Linked DNA regions of Zea mays: region 2 is linked to region 1. A link is a contact called in public Hi-C data. All regions are on one chromosome and are shown on one strand. The core of a region is the stretch at or near the end of the contact, and the rest is flanking DNA. Distances in the headings are between cores, read along the strand shown.

Region 1 (7,817 bases), core at 2,902-5,401:
TCAACCATGTTGCATACACCTCTTACTACAAATTTGGTGCTTTGGTTTGCTCTCTAACTCTTTCTGTAGAGAAAGTACCATTCTGAGCTCTGTTGGAGGAGAAACAGAAAAGCTAGGAGAAGAACAAGAAAGATGTAAGTTTCTAGGACTAAATCAATTGGATTATACTCTAAATGTGTTTGTTTAAGTCTCAGGAAAATCCTCTCAAAAGTTGAAGTCAAACGGAGAAAGAACGGAGGAAAAATCACTTAGTGTGCTGTTGGCTGGTGCACAGGACAGTGAATAGTAGCTGTCCGGTGCACAGGACAGTGAATAGTAACTCTGTCCGGTGCACAGGACAGTGAATAGTAACATGTCCGGTGCACAGGACAGTGAATAGTCGCTGCGTCCGGTGCACAGGACAGTGAATAGTGCTGTGTCCGGTGCACAGGACAGTGAATAGTCCCTGTCCGGTGCACCAACGGCTAGCTGTTCCAGAGAAGGAAACTGCCAATCAGATCCGTTACTGTTCACTGTCCGGTGCGCCACCGGACAGTCCGGTGCACCCGCAACCAGGGAAGGCTGGGAGCTTCCAAATGAAGCTCCAACGGCTCCTAGGCCATTTGGGGCTATAAAAGGGACCCCTAGGCGCCTCAAACAAGCACACAAGTGCAGCCAACAAGTCCATACACCATTTGGATCAATTCTTTCTCTCCCTCTCTTGTGTATCTCTCTAGTTTGTGTAGAGGCGAAGTTATAAGCCTTTAGAGAGAGGGGAAGTGCTGCTGAGAGCTAGAGCAAAATCTTGAGCGCATTGTTACTCTGTCGGAGTGCTGTTGAGAAGATTGTAAGCAGCCACAACATCGTTGTAACTGATATCAACATAGTGGAAGGCTCTATCTGTCGCCCGACAGATCTGAGCAAACGGAGGAAGGAGTTGAAATAGACTCCAAGCCAAGGTGTGGCTAACTCCAACGAGGACTAGGCAAGCATTTCAGGCTTGGCCGAACCTCGGGATAAATCCCTGTGTCTGTGTGCTCTGCTCTGTGCTGTGTGCTGTTTCTCTGTCTTATTTGTTGTTTATACTTGCACTTCAATATTTATATGTGCTATAAGCTGTCTTCGAAGTGCAGGGTATTTTAAGACAGGGACTTCAATTCCGCTGCAACCTACTCGAAGGGTCCTTCATTCCACTGCGATCCAGCCTTCGAGTAGAGTAAGAATTTCCAGTTATAAAGTGATAATTTTTATTTGCCTATTCACCCCCCCCCTCTAGGCGACATCCAGATCCTGTTCCCGGGCAAAGGGAACTTTCAAATGACATTATAGAGGGTAGCCTTCGTGGCCCGCTTGGATGCACTCTTCTTAAAAATTCCTTTTGTGTCGATATCTCTTTCGACATTTTATATCAGTCGGATACTTTCATAGTATTTAAGAGATGATTCATACGCTTCTATATTACTTTTGTGCTTCATAATAATCGAGTAAATGCAATATTCCATACAAAGTGGAAACAAACATCGATTGTATTTCAAATAAATACTAAGTAAAGATTCATATATAATGATGAGAAAATGTGACCTTCTCTTCAAAAGTTGGAAATTATTTGCCAAAACGGGTCTACTCTTCGTGGCTTTCTAATTCATACAATATTTACAACCACAATTCTAAAATGATGCAAGAGATGTTGATCATTTATAAAAGATCATTCAAAATAAATATTGATTCTAATTTCAATACTATTGTTTGGGGTATTTTCTTCTCCAATCCACTTCATGTGGTTTTTATACGATTAGGGGCAAGGGGGTATTTCTTCATGATAGAGTATTCATAGTGTCAATGACTTACTACTTGCATGTTCGATCATAAACTTACTTTGGTATAAACCAAGTTAGTGTGCTTTCATTTGGCGATTCATAAGACTAAATTTGGATATGCATGAGGTAAGAGGTTGTGCATAGTAAAACAACAAGATGACCTTCTATGGTTCGTATAAATGGTTACTGTTGTTTATATGATAGTATTACACTTCTTGTTAAATATTTTCAACTAGGTAAAGGGAGTTATCAACCATACGTCCACGCATGTGACTTGTGCATATTAATTGATCGACGTAAAAGTCGGCGATTTCAAATCAGCAACAATTATATGTCACACCTCGATCGACTTCTTGTCGGCGACTACCAGTCAGCAACGATGGTGCATTCATATGTCATGTGGAGAAAATACTGAAAATTGCTCGTATTTTCGTAGTTTGAAATATATACAAAGCAGTTGCCATCCTATAAGTGGTATATGATATGCTTCTCATGAAATTCAATAGCAATGAAAAATAGTAGCACTAGCAATTTCATAAATGTATTGTATAAAAGTAATAATACCATAAAATTACCTTCAACTCCATGATCTGTTTATGCCATTATCAACGCTTACACATGTATATTTGCAATTTTCATTTTTTTTCAAAAACACTTCTTGTTATTTCGGATATCCTGGATGTAATTATCCATACATTCTAGAAAATGCTCCATATACTTTCGAGAAAATAAAAACTGAGTCCATTACTTCATGTAGAAATTCCGCAATATGTAATGTGCCTTTTACTAATATGCATGAATATTCCACGTGCTTCACGTCATATGCATAAAATGCAACATGGAATGCTTCATGTGGTATACTTTTGGATTCCTCTATAATATGCTTTCATATTTACTTGTTGTAAATTTCAAAGCATTCTAGACCTTCTTTTATACTTTTATATATAAATATAAATACATTACTGTATAAGTAAATATACATCTATAGAACAAGGAAAATTACTTCTTGTAAGTTCCAATTGCACTATAGAGATAAATATAACAAATGTACAGAAGTAATAGAAATTCATAATTCAAATGCTTGAGGAAAAGAATTACAATTGCACGCTAAATAAATAGTATGATATATAAATGCATAAATAAGGAATAATTCTGATCCCAATTATTGCATGAAAATATTTCTCATTATTTTCAGCATATTCATGATTATTCTTGATTTTTTTCTCTATGATTCAATATATATAATAAAAGAATAAAAAGGACAATTCATGAATAGGCCTGCGAATTCTGGCCCAAGAAGGCCCATTCTGTGATGTTTTTAGGGTTATCTAACCCTCTTCCTTTTTTACTTTTCTTTCTCTTTCCTCTAATCTTATTCCCGCGAAAGGGACAGGGGGCGGCGGCGGCGGCGGCCGTGCCTGCCTTCCTCCAGGGTGGTGGCGGCAGCAGCTTGGGTCCCGTGCACCCGCGTGCCTGCACGGTGAGGAAGCGGCGGCTATGCGCTCGCTCGCGCGCACGCCTAGGTGGCGTGGCGGCGAGACTCGTGCTGCCAGGCTGTGAGGCGGCGCGCCCGCACACCTGCTTGCGGGGCGGCGTGGTGGCAGCGCTTGCGAGATGTGATGGCGACATGACCTGCTGACGGTGGTAGCCCTGCTCGGCCTGCCCGTCCGAACCACTATCTCCTTCTCTTTCTTCTGCATTCTTATGGCTCTTAACGACGACCTGTGGTTTCTTCGACTTGCGGCGGCGCGGCCTGAAGTGGCGGCGGGGCTGTGCCCACGTGCTCGCGCCTGCTTGCTCGGGTGCGGCGGCGTCGGTGCCCGTGAGCCCGGCCTGCTCGCGGCGTAGCAGCGTCGACGGCGGCCTGCGTGGAAGCCTGTGGCGTGTTCCGACGGCAGTTGTGCCTGCGACTCGTGCCTGTTCATGGTCACGGCAGCAGTGCAGCCTTCTTGCTTGCCTTCATCGTGGACTCGTGGTGCGATGCTGGCTGTACCGCACTCGCACATGCTCGTCGCCGCAGCACCATTGCAGTTTGCTTGCTCGTGTGATTGCGTGAACAGCACGCGGTGGCTGCTGCTTTGCATGCTCAAAGCAAGAACAAACGACAAAAGACCTTGCTAACCAAATAAATGTTAACAAAAAAAAATGCTTGCAACGCACCAGTAGACATGATCCGCTTATCCCTGCATGCGGCTGTGTGACTTAGATTCCTTAGCTTTGTGAACTTCCTGGATTACAAGAGCAGTCGTGCTGATAACGTTTCTTAACAGGGATGACCGATGGCACTGTTCCCGAGCGTGCCCTGCCCCCTCACTCCATGTCGTCTTGCAACATCTGGACAGAGGACTAGAGGAGGGCGGGCGGCGCCATGTCCCTCCGTTCTGTCTTCACGTCCTTTCTACTGTCACTGTGACATAGCGCAAGTTGGGCTGTCGGAAAATCAGCACGCGCGGCCGGCATCGCACCGCCAGAAAGCCGGGAACACTCCGCCGCCTCATCTCTACTTCCGGCCGGTCATATCACAGTAGTGCGCGCGCGGCGCGCCAGAGCCGCCCCCGCGAGTGGGCGGGGGCATTGCGGCAGGTATCCCGTTTTTCCGTGTCTTTCGTCCACGGCTCCATCTGTTAGAGACTCCGACGGTTACAAAAAAAAAAAAAAAAAAAAAAAAAAACGCCGGCGCAGGCCGTTACAATTTCCAAAATCGACTCAGTGTACATTTTTTATAAATTTTTTAAAACTATTTTAAAGAATTTGCCATCTCTTCCTCCACTAAAATATGATCTCGATCAACTCTTCATCTTCTTGAACTAAAAATATGATCTCATCGCACATGTTATATCCCATTTTGTTCCACATAGATTTCACATTGATGCATTCGAAATTGTATTTGTCGACATTCTAACCGTTTTTGTTTTTTCGTTTTAGATAAATGTGAAAATGGGACAAAAATAGTATGGGTTGTTTTCGGTTTTCCTATTTTAGTCGGGATATATTGTTTTTATCTGTATATAATATCCCCTTTTAGACAATACAATGAATAAATTATAGACGACTATGTCACACTGTAACAATGTAATACATAATTAGTCATTTTCTTTGTTAGCTAAATGTATATTATAATATATTATCTTTATATATATACACGAGATGTTTGAATTCATTATAATGCTACTTTGTATTTATACTCTATGAGAAGATTTTTCAATTTTTACGCCTGATTCTGATCCATTATCGATTTGTTTCGTTCGTTTTTATTCATTTTCGTCAATTGTCGTTTTCGATGGTCCCATATTTTATAATATTTTCAAAATAAAATGTGAAAATAAAACCAGAAGAGAGGTTATTTTGAACCATCCTGATCGTTTTTATCCATAGCCGCACAAATATGTATCACGTTAATCTAAACATGCAACTGCAAGAACGTGGGAAAGAATAGATTCCTAATGCAAATTGACAAGATTAAAAAAATATAAAAGTAATTAATATGATTTAAAAATAAACACTGTTGTTATAAAATCGTTTTTTTTATCACAAGTGTGTTAACGTCAAAGAATGGCATACCTCCAGCACGCGACAAGACAGGGCTTGTTTGAGAACTCGGTTTTTAAAAATCACAGTTTATAATACTATAATTTATTATATGTTATGATATAACTATGATATATTTTACATTAGTCAAATCTAACACATGTTTGAAGTGTAGGAGAGGAGAAGAATACAGTCCTACCTTGCTTGCCCTGCCTTTTACTGGACGTTGGTTCGGTTGCTACGCGCAGATATGGAGTACTTCATACGGAATGCCTTACCAGACTGGAGTGCCAGAAATTTTATGGCTTAATTGTGCTGTGAAATATTTCTTTAAGGGTTAGTTTGGAAACCTCAATTTTTTAAAGGTTTTTTATTTTACTAAAAAATAGTTTAGTTTACATTGAGAAAATAAGAATCTATTGAAAAAATAGAGTTTTGAAACTAGGTTATTTGCTGAGGATAAGATCCACAGGCCGGGTTTTGTACTAAGGGTTGCCCGCTGCCAACTACACAGCGTTTATATTATAGCTGTGCGCTTTTACTGTCCTGCGTGCCAGCCTAAGCCTGCACGGTGCCCATAGCGTAAATAAGGCTATCCACAACGGTTCCCTCTAAATTTCCCCCTATATCTTACTATGCATCCACATCATCTAGATTTCCCCTTCTAATTTTTCCCTTTCCGTTGTGGTTCCCTCTAAATTCTTCCTCTATATCTTAATATAACCATAAAATATTATTTTCTATATATATTCACTATCTATTCTCACTTTCTTTCCCAACTGACTAACCATGTTGTACACATACAACGTGATTGGTTGGCTTCTCTACTCATGCACTTGAACCCGCGGAGTCTTAAAGCATTGTTTGTTTGGTTTACATATCTCCTCAAACAGGCTCCCTGCATGCAAGTCGTACGCCGTAGCCAGGCTCCGCGCGAACCGAAGGCGGGAGCATCTCCCCGCATGCAACCAACCAATTAAAAGATTTAATCATTGTATCCATTTAATATTCGTATTCCTCAGATTTTTGTGAACAAAACTAAATCACTCATGATAAATATGTAAAGATTTATTTATACACTCTTCACTAATACACATTTCGGTGCAACCAACCAAACTAAATATATGTCTAATCTGCACGAGTCTATACATAGAACCAAACAAAAGTGTTTGCACGAACTTATTTTGGTTCTACTAACACTGGCTAAACTCATACGGACTTGGCTCGACTTCTACTGTAACCAATCACATAGATACTGAATGTGGCGTGTTCCTGTACTCTCTCCTTGACACGTAGTGTGTTGTAGAGGAGGATTTAGGGGAGAGCATTGCAGCCATTCCTTCACGCTAAACAGCAAGAGGCGCAAGAGGCGAGGGGATGGGGAGGGCGCGCGATGACCGCTCCAGACAGCCTAAACGCGCAATCGCCATAATATTATTGGCGGGCAGGAGTACACCAGGAAATAAAACATTCCATACGAAATTCCAGACTCATCGGTACAGCCACCCAAACTCTATACAAGTCCCGAACCGAGTCAGCGAGACCCAGGCCCCCTCTTGCAATGATGCATGACGTCACCATCGCCCGGAGCAAAATTGAGCTACCAGGCAAAAGACAATGGCATGATGGCGCGGCTAGCGGCCGGACCGCGCCGCCATGATGGCGAGCCCACGTCGCACACGGACCTGATCGAGGGCAATCGCCCGTCCCTTGGCTTGTACTGCACGACGAGCTAGGGCGCTTCCGAACGACGAGCAGCAGCGTCAGGCAAAGGTTTTCTGCGGGCGGAGGCGGCCTCAACCACCACCACCACCACAGCACCAAACCGTCATGTGAAACGCGCTCGCCTCACCGAGCTCGTCGTCCTCGACCAGGCGAAAATGCCTCGTCACGGCACCAGCTGTCACGCAGTCGTGGCGACGTGCGGGTGCATGGGCATGACGATAAAGGCAGGTACACGACTCAGCAAGGGTCAAGCTTTTGCCGCTTGTACGAGCCCATGACCCGGATAAAGTTCATGTACAAAATTGTTGCTCGCAACTGAAGACAAACGTTCCATTTTATCCTAGATTCCTAGTCCGGACTTGGGACACACATTTCATTACCAGGAGATAATTTCTATCACACTACAGAGCCGGTAAAACGTTAGTTGCAGAGAGAGAAAAAAAGGTTACATATCCCGACAGAACTAACCAGTTCGATGAGACAAGCTACTCCTGGAACCTTGATGCACAATGATCATCGGCATATGCAGGAGACACAGATCTTCGTCTTCCCCAGTCATGTGACACACCGCGCTCGACAACTGCCAGCTTTCCCCGGCGTCGAGCGGGGAGAGCCGGAGAGACAGGCTACAACAAACACACGTGGACAAACAAGCCCACGATCTGGATCTACTCTCTCAGCTTCACAAGTGGAGCAAGATGCCAGCGTCGTCTGGCACCAGGACGCCTCCTAACCCAGTGGCGCTCCTGTTTTCCTCCACCAATCGCA
Region 2 (7,817 bases), core at 2,651-5,150, 320 kb before region 1:
GAGTACGTGTCCGAGCCCCAGGCACTGGTCTCGGCTCTCTGCACGGTCAAAGATGCAAATATAGGAACTAGACATCCCTTTCCCGGCTTAAGTCAACTGCAAATACGAGGACCGTGCCGATGACCATGCTGGCCACAGGGGCTCGGACGCACCTCCACTCCCATATGCGACAAGCCCCGACGCTCCTGGTAGCCCTCCTTGAGGCTATAAATAGAGGAACACATGGCTTTAAGCCGGTGGAGGAAAGACTACACAGTTTACACCTCTACACTGATATTTACACTTGCCTCAATCAACGCTAGGGACTTGGGATCATTCTCTCTCCCGACCAGCTTGTGTTCTCTACTGCAATTATTTAGGTGCAAGTAATATAAGTTCATCCCCTCTGCTGGAAGTAGGACCTTCTATTGGCTGAACCAAGATAAAGACTTATGTCTCATAGCATCACTCATGCATCTGGGTAAGGGCACGCAACACTAATTCACTAGTTGGTAGGATCCTCGAGTCAAAACACCGACATATTTCTAATCCGGTACTTTTTTTAATAAAAAGTCAAGACGTAAAAAGATATAAAGATCATCATGTTTCTCCTCTCAAACAAAACTATAAATAAACCCAACAGAAGCCGGAAGATGAAACCAAACAGAAGATAAAGACGTAGGTGGATATATAATCTCTTCTTATTGCAAGAGGGATTCAAGTCCATATATATAGCTCGTCAAATGTGTACGTTAGTTAAAGACCAAGAGTTTTTGAGCTTTTGTAAGACTCCCTCTAGGGCACTACCACGATAAACTCATGCCTCTCGATAAAACTCTAAAAACCGAGTGTTGAAATATCGGGAAAGAGTGTATAATGGCGACATATATGTTTTGACCAAATGTTGAAAAGTCAAAATTGTCCTAACGGACCGTGGTTAGAACTATCCGCCATAGCGACGCAGATCGTCCGCACGTGCGCAGAATCAGTTAGGGTTACAGGTTTCTTGCAAGATTTGTTAGATAAACTTGTGCAATTAACTCGATAACCGACTTTTAACGGGTCCAGACCTCCACTTTTTATATAGATGAAGGGAGAAAGAATACGTCCGATTGAAGCCCCACAATCGATCCAATCAACTCTACTTTTCGTTTTTACCTTATGAATTAGGAGTAGTCCTAGTTTAGCCCTAGTTTAGACTTCCTCTACCTCGAATATTCGCCTCTCTTCGGCTCTATATCGACTAGAGGCGTCTTGGTTGATTTGTCGACACCAAGACACACCGTAGGATCTCTCTTTCTCGACGGGGTCCCTCCCGGGAGGTGAGATCTAGCTCTGCTACGAATAAGACGACCCTCTACGCCATCGCGGATCATTCGGATGTACGCAGAGGAGGAGTTGCTCCTGCGCACAGGTCGCAGACCGTCCGGCCCTGTGTCGCGGACCATCTGCACCTCTGGATAGAACACCGTCAGGTGGTTCGTTCTAGTGTTTGGCGCCCAGATCGGTGCCAACACCAACTTTAGAAAAACTTACAGTAAGAAAAATAGTATAACATTAGTCTCTATGACATATCAGTCTTTAGGTTTGCAAGATCTTATAGGTCCAAACTTAGAATTATCGTCAGATATATCTCGCCCATGAACCTCGTTAATCTCTCATACATGTTCATGCCAACAGTCCATATATATTTTCTAAATGTAGTTGTTGGTAAGGACATAGTTAACAAATAAGTTAGATTCTAATAAGATTTGTCCTACACGGTACTCACCTCACCATGCCTTTGGAGTTCATAAGGATAGAAAACTTTAAGAGTTATATGCTTCACCATATTGCTTTTGATATAACATGTTTGCATTTATACAAGATATGGTGCATTGTCCTAGTAGATAATAGTGAGATTTTTGTTGATTTTGAAACCACATGACTTGTAGACGTGACTCGTCATACGCCACAATGTGAATGAGCTTGGTAATTGAGACAACTAGTGAAATAACATATACTCTTGTAATGTGAATGAGCTTGATAAGATCCACATTTAAGTTTGGGCAATAATGGCAGCCAATGTAAAGGAGGGTTAAATACATAAAGGATGATCAAATGCTCAACATGGAAAGAGGAATGAGAAAACAAAATGCAGCGGAAGCAACCTACCACGAACCACAACAGGGCGTGGAGGTGGGTAGTCTTGTAATCCTTGGTGATCAGTAACGAGGGGTGTGGCCCATAGGGACATGATTACCAGCAATAGGGCACATGTTTAGAGTTTGCGGCGGTGGTGCCCTTGGGCATGCGGTGGGATGACATATTGTAACTAGTGCATTGGCAAGCAACGACAGTAACGTCTTGCAGCAACAATGTTGGGTAACGTCTTGCAGCAACAATGTTGGGTAATAGGCTGACATTTTGCATCTCAAAAGTAAAGAGCAACAATACGAAGTTCTATAATAAATCTAAACATCATAAGAATCACACGAGAAAACAACAAACATAATTTTCTTACTATAAGGTCATTATAGTGCAAGCCATTCATTGTACTAGATTATGTAAAATCGTCACAATCAATCTATATCATAGTCAATTGTTGTTGATGATTCAAAAACAATAAAGCATGTTGTGTAGAATAGTTCAACAAGACCTAGATCCTAACAATGTGACTATATATGGCAACGAACAAAATGCCTCTAGATACCGACGAGGGTGTATGGAAGCGGAGATGGGTGGGGGATGGAGCGGGCATGTCGTATTTGTGGGTGCACGTATAACATTTCCCTCTCGCGCTAGTTGATAGCAGTGAGGTTAGATGTACCCACGTCAGTGCCCACGAGCAGATCCACACACATGTATCCTTATCCATCGGGTCTATTGTTTATGGCCATAGAGGTATTTTGTACCCATTGTCGTCTTTAGGCGTGATGGAGAGTTGATGTCACTATGTTAGTTAGATCTGAGTTTGTGGTAGAGCATGCTAATAATATGTTAAAAACTAATACACGTCGGATCCCTGATATGATATTCTAACCTTCACGAAAAAAGTAGTGACGTGAGGAGATATGGAGAGCCGGTTTCACTTATTAGATAATACTATAAAAACACGTAAAAGATGAAGGCGTAAATAGATCTATAATAATATCTTTTTTGTTACGTGGGAGTATATATTTATTTATATATAGTTCTACCTTTGATGGAGTATGTACCTTTTAAGTTTTCCAACACTGTGTACCTGCCATGCCACGGGCCACGGCCAGGCGCACAGGCCCATCACCAGGAGCCGCAGGGCACGCGGCACGCCCACGCACTAGCCTGACACGCATGCCACCAGCGTCCACAGGCACGAGTGCCTGCTGGTAGCGGCACAGAAGCCCCTCGTTTTTTTCAGGCGGGAGACGGAGATCTGGGGCTCACCTTCCAGAGCTGTTGCCTTTGTGATCCCCTCCTGTAGACATGTCCTCTCTCATCTCATGCGCGGCGGCGGTGGGCACCATGGACATGAAAGGCAGCGACAGCCACCTCCGGCATTCATGACCGCATCACGCCTCCTCATTTATTATTTCGACCTGCAGGCACACAGGCAAGACTGGTGGCGACTGGCGAGGCCGCGAGATCAGCTGTTTTGAATCGATGGTTTGCATGAGATGTTTGGAACATTTTCACGGATTTGGCCAGGTCAGGGCACACCAAACGCGTGAATTGGTCCCGCAGCAAGCCAGGATCATTAGAGATGATCTTACAGGGAGGAACTGTACTAAACCAGTGGTTAGTTAAACAAGGGAGAAAGCGAGTACGGACGGAGGGGTGGATAAACAAAGGGCTGATGGTGATGGAGGATAGGTGCTTTTGAGGCAAGCCCAACAGCGTTCAAAAAAAACCAAAAACGCCATCTTGTCTTCGTCTTCCCCCACTTGGAAGTTGGAGGAATCCTTTACTCCTCCCCACCTAAAACAAAACACCGGGATAGGTCGGACACCATTATTGCGAGTGCAGCGAGCTTCCCCTTCCCTGACTCCCACGGGCCACGGTCCTGCTGCTCGCCTGCTCCTCCCAAGAAATGCCTGTCTGGTGCGGTTCCTGAGGGAGAGGATCGTTCCATGATGCAGGGGAGGAGGAAGAACACACGGGAGATGGCTCGGGAGCATCCGCAACCGCCGCCGGTGGCAGCGGCGGCGGCGTCGGCGGCCAGCTCCAAAGGCCAAGCATGGTAAGCAAAGCAATTGCTCCCGTGTCCTTTTGCCTGTGTGGCGATTTGTTGCTGCGTGATCTCTCATCTGCAAGTCTGTGCTCGTCAGGTTCTGCACCACAGGATTGCCCAGCGATGTAGTGATCGAGGTGGGAGACATGACCTTTCATCTCCACAAGGTTGGTGAATCTTGCCTCCAGTTCTTCAATTCTTTTTTTTTTGAACAACTCAATCTCTACCCCATCTCCATATGCTGTCAATGTCTCTGCCGTGAGTTCGTTGGTGTGGCCCCATTTCCTAGTCTCGAGCTGTCAAAAGCGGGGAAATTTCGGCACTCTTTGATTTGATCCCAAAAGTTTGCTGAATCCGGTGCCTTTCGTGCAGTTCCCGTTAATGTCGAGGAGCAAGAAGCTTCACGACCTCATTACGAACAAGGAGTCGCGCGAGGCCAGCCGGAGAGGCAGAGGAGCAGAGCAAGAAGAGGATGTGGGGGAGATCAGAGAGGAGGAAGCGGACCTTGTGCTGGAGGAGGACGAGGAGGCGGGCGTGCACCGCATCCACCTCCTGGAGTTCCCCGGCGGCGCGGAGGCGTTCGAGCTGGCCGCCAAGTTCTGCTACGGCGTGAAGCTCGACCTCACGCCGGCCACGGCCGCGCCGCTGCGCTGCGCCGCCGAGCGCCTCGGCATGTCTGACGACCACTCGGACGACAACCTCGTCTCCCGCGCCGACCGGTTCATATCGCAGACCGTGCTGAGGAACCCCAGGGATGCCATCCGCGCCCTCAAGTCCTGCGAGGGCCTGCTCCCCCTCGCCGACGACCTCGGCCTCGTGTCGCGCTGCGTGGACGCAGTCGCCGCCAAGGCCGCCGCGTCAACGCCCACGGCACTCTTCGGCTGGCCCATCGCCGACGACGACAGGGCCGGCGAACGCCAGCGCCGCAAGAACGCCGCCGCCGCCGCCGGGGCCACCTGGTCCGACGACCTCGCTGGCCTGTCCTTGGCCACGTTCACCCGTGTCATTGCCGCCATGAAGGAGCGCGGCGTCGGCCCTGAGGTCATTGAGGGGGCTCTCATTGCGTACGCTAAGCGGTCCATCCCCGGGCTGTCGCGCACCGGCAGGCATGTCGGCGGCGGCGGGGGCACTGCCGCTGCGCCGCCTTCGTCCGATGTGGAGGAGCAGAAGGCGCTTCTCGAGACCGTCATTGCCAACCTCCCAGAGGAAACCATCAAGAGCACCGCCCACACCGGCACGGCCGTGGGCGCCACCACGGCGCGCGTCCTCTTCGGTCTCCTGCGCACGGCGAGCATCCTCCACGCGTCGGAGGCGTCACGGGACATGCTTGAGCGGCGCATCGCCGCGCGGCTGCCCGACGCGGCCGTCGATGACCTGCTCATCCCGAGCTACTCGTACCTCGTGGAGACGCTCTACGACGTGGACGGCGTCGAGCGCATCGTGCGGTATTTCCTCGAAGGTCGTGACGTCGCTGACGAGGGCAACGAAGAGGAGGGCAGCGAGGCGGAGACGCCAGGCAGAGAGGCTAGCCGACGAGCCATGCTGTCCGTGGGGAGATTGGTGGATGCCTACTTGGGGGAGATCGCGACAGATGCCAACCTGAAGCCGGACAAATTCTGCGACCTCGCCTGGGCGTTGCCGGACGGCGCCCGCGTGTACGATGATGGCCTTTACCGAGCTGTCGACATCTACCTCAAGGCGAGGGAGCAGCGCGTTCTTGTTATCTTCTGGCTCGCTAGCTTGTGAAACAATGCCGGTGCTGACGAGTGATGAATGCTTGTTTTGTTTTGGCTCGTCTCTCTGCAGGCTCATCCGGGTCTGAGTGAAGAAGAGAAGGAGAAGGTGAGCGGCGTGGTGGACGGGCGGAAGCTCACGCTGGAGGCCTGCACGCACGCGGCGCAGAACGAACGGCTGCCGCTGCGGACGGTCGTGCAGGTGCTCTTCTTCGAGCAGCTCCAGCTGCGCCGGGCCATCGCTCAGACGATCATGGCGAACGAAGGCGGCGCAGCCGGGTCAGGGGAGGAAGGCGGTGAGAGCGACGGCGGCGGTACATGGCGCGTGGCGGCACGGGGCAACCAGATGCTGCGGCTCGACATGGACAGCATGCGGAACCGCGTGCAGGAGCTCGAGCGCGAGTGCACGAGCATGAGGAAAGCCATCGACAAGATGGACCGGCGAGGCGGGGCACCGGTGGATAGGGGAGCGCCGTCTGTGCCGCCGGCGGATGGGAGGTGGGGCGCGATAGTGACGAAGCGGTTCGGGTGCAAGTTCCCGGCGCAGGTCTGCCAGTCGCAGCAGCGGACGGTGGTGGCACGGACTCGCCGGCCACGCATTGAGCAGAGCCCCTGAGTTCTTAGCCATTGCACATCCTAGCTTCGAGTTCATTGTTCTGTTCTCTTGATTCTTTCCTTGGATTTGTGAAAAATTCCCTGAGTTTCCCCTGCGGCCTGCGCAGTTATTGTGTCCTTTTCCATGTTCGATCATTCAATTGCATATTTGCAGTTTGCAGTTGCAGCGCACAAATCGTACTTGGAAGTCGGTGATGTTGCTGGCCAATGCTTCTACAAGTTGGCTCAACCAATTCTTTGATCCTTCTCTCGCCACTAACAAGTGTTACGAATTTACAAACATTTTATGGAGAATGTAACCTTTGTGCGTGCTAGCTGTGAAGGCTTCCTCACCAGTAGTCTCCGCAGGAGCAGGCGCCGTCCTTGAAATGGTGGAAGCGCTTGTTGTCCCTGACGACGATCTCGCGGCCGGTGACCTTGGCAATGAGCTTGACGGCGTTGTGGCAGTCGCCGCAGATGCGGAGGTTCTTCATGACGCGGAGCGGCGTCCCGGGCGGCGTGCTCACCAGCCCGAAGGCGATGGCCAGGCGCTCGCTGTGGTACATGAGCGCGCGGGCCTTGGCGTCCTCGTCGATGTCGTGGAGCACGTAGCGCGTGTCCGGCACGTACCCTGCCGCGCGGATCTGCGCGTGGAGCTCCCGCACCTTAGTGTACGCCTCTCGCCGCTTGGCCTGGACCGCCGCGTCGTCCTCCCTCGCCGGACGCCGCCTTGTACGCTCCTCGAGGACCCGCCGCGCGTCGCCGCGGGCGCCGAGCTTGAGGTACAGCGTGGCGATCCTGTGCAGGACGGGCGCGGGAATCGCGGACCCCGACGTGGAAGTGAGCAGGCGGTGGGCGCGCCTGAGCGAGGGCAGCGACCGCGTGTCGGCGCAGGCCTGGAGGAGTGCGGCCTGTTCCTCCGGCTCGAGTTGTTCGGCGCTGCCTCGTTGGAGCATTTCGTCGAGCAAGCTAACGGCGGCCTCAGGGTTGTGTTCTCGGTACAGCCTTCCGAGCTCATCGCTGTCCAATCGGCAATCGATGGGCTCCGGTGAGCTGGTAGTCGTGACAGAGGCGGAGGGTGCGGGGTATGTGAAGCGGAGCGCCGGGCGGGTACGGTCGCCGTGGTGAAGGGATGCCGCGTCGACCGGTGCGTCGAAACCGCTTCGCCTCCGACCGCGGATACCTGGACGTGTGGGCGTGGTGGTGGGGAGAGAGGGGGAGGTCCGGGAGGCGGCCGGTGCTGCAAGTCTTGGAGAAATCAGCATGTTTGCCGGTGGCGTGAGGTCCAGCGGTCCAGGTGGAGACGAGGAGCAGGCAGATAT

What was found. A called contact is a pair of places that touch in the nucleus more often than the background predicts.
Region 2: a Hi-C map of tassel shows a contact between it and region 1, with 2.5 times the contacts expected there. The contact joins the promoter of LOC100191409 here to the enhancer-like site in region 1. A contact is called at or near these places in 2 of 25 Hi-C or Micro-C datasets (endosperm and tassel).

The regions. Positions count from the first base shown.
Region 1 is chr5:5,943,100-5,950,916 of Zm-B73-REFERENCE-NAM-5.0, reverse strand. It overlaps LOC103625842 (probable xyloglucan glycosyltransferase 9), which reads right to left. Exons shown (of 4, transcript XM_023300102.2): 4 at 7,345-7,817. Among protein-coding and RNA genes, the nearest start is that of LOC103625842, 7.4 kb to the right of the region's middle. Within about 2 kb of position 4,151, at least 15 of the 20 cell types and tissues checked have an H3K27ac peak or open chromatin away from gene starts, as enhancers often do. A contact at or near this core is called in tassel, where this site is marked.
Region 2 is chr5:6,260,868-6,268,684 of Zm-B73-REFERENCE-NAM-5.0, reverse strand. It overlaps LOC100191409, which reads left to right and starts at 3,900. Exons shown (of 4, transcript NM_001136843.1): 1 at 3,900-4,177; 2 at 4,266-4,335; 3 at 4,541-5,866; 4 at 5,975-6,806. The coding sequence starts at 4,068. The coding sequence ends at 6,517. LOC100278213 reads right to left here. Exons shown (of 1, transcript NM_001371747.1): 1 at 6,714-7,817. The coding sequence starts at 7,760. The coding sequence ends at 6,846.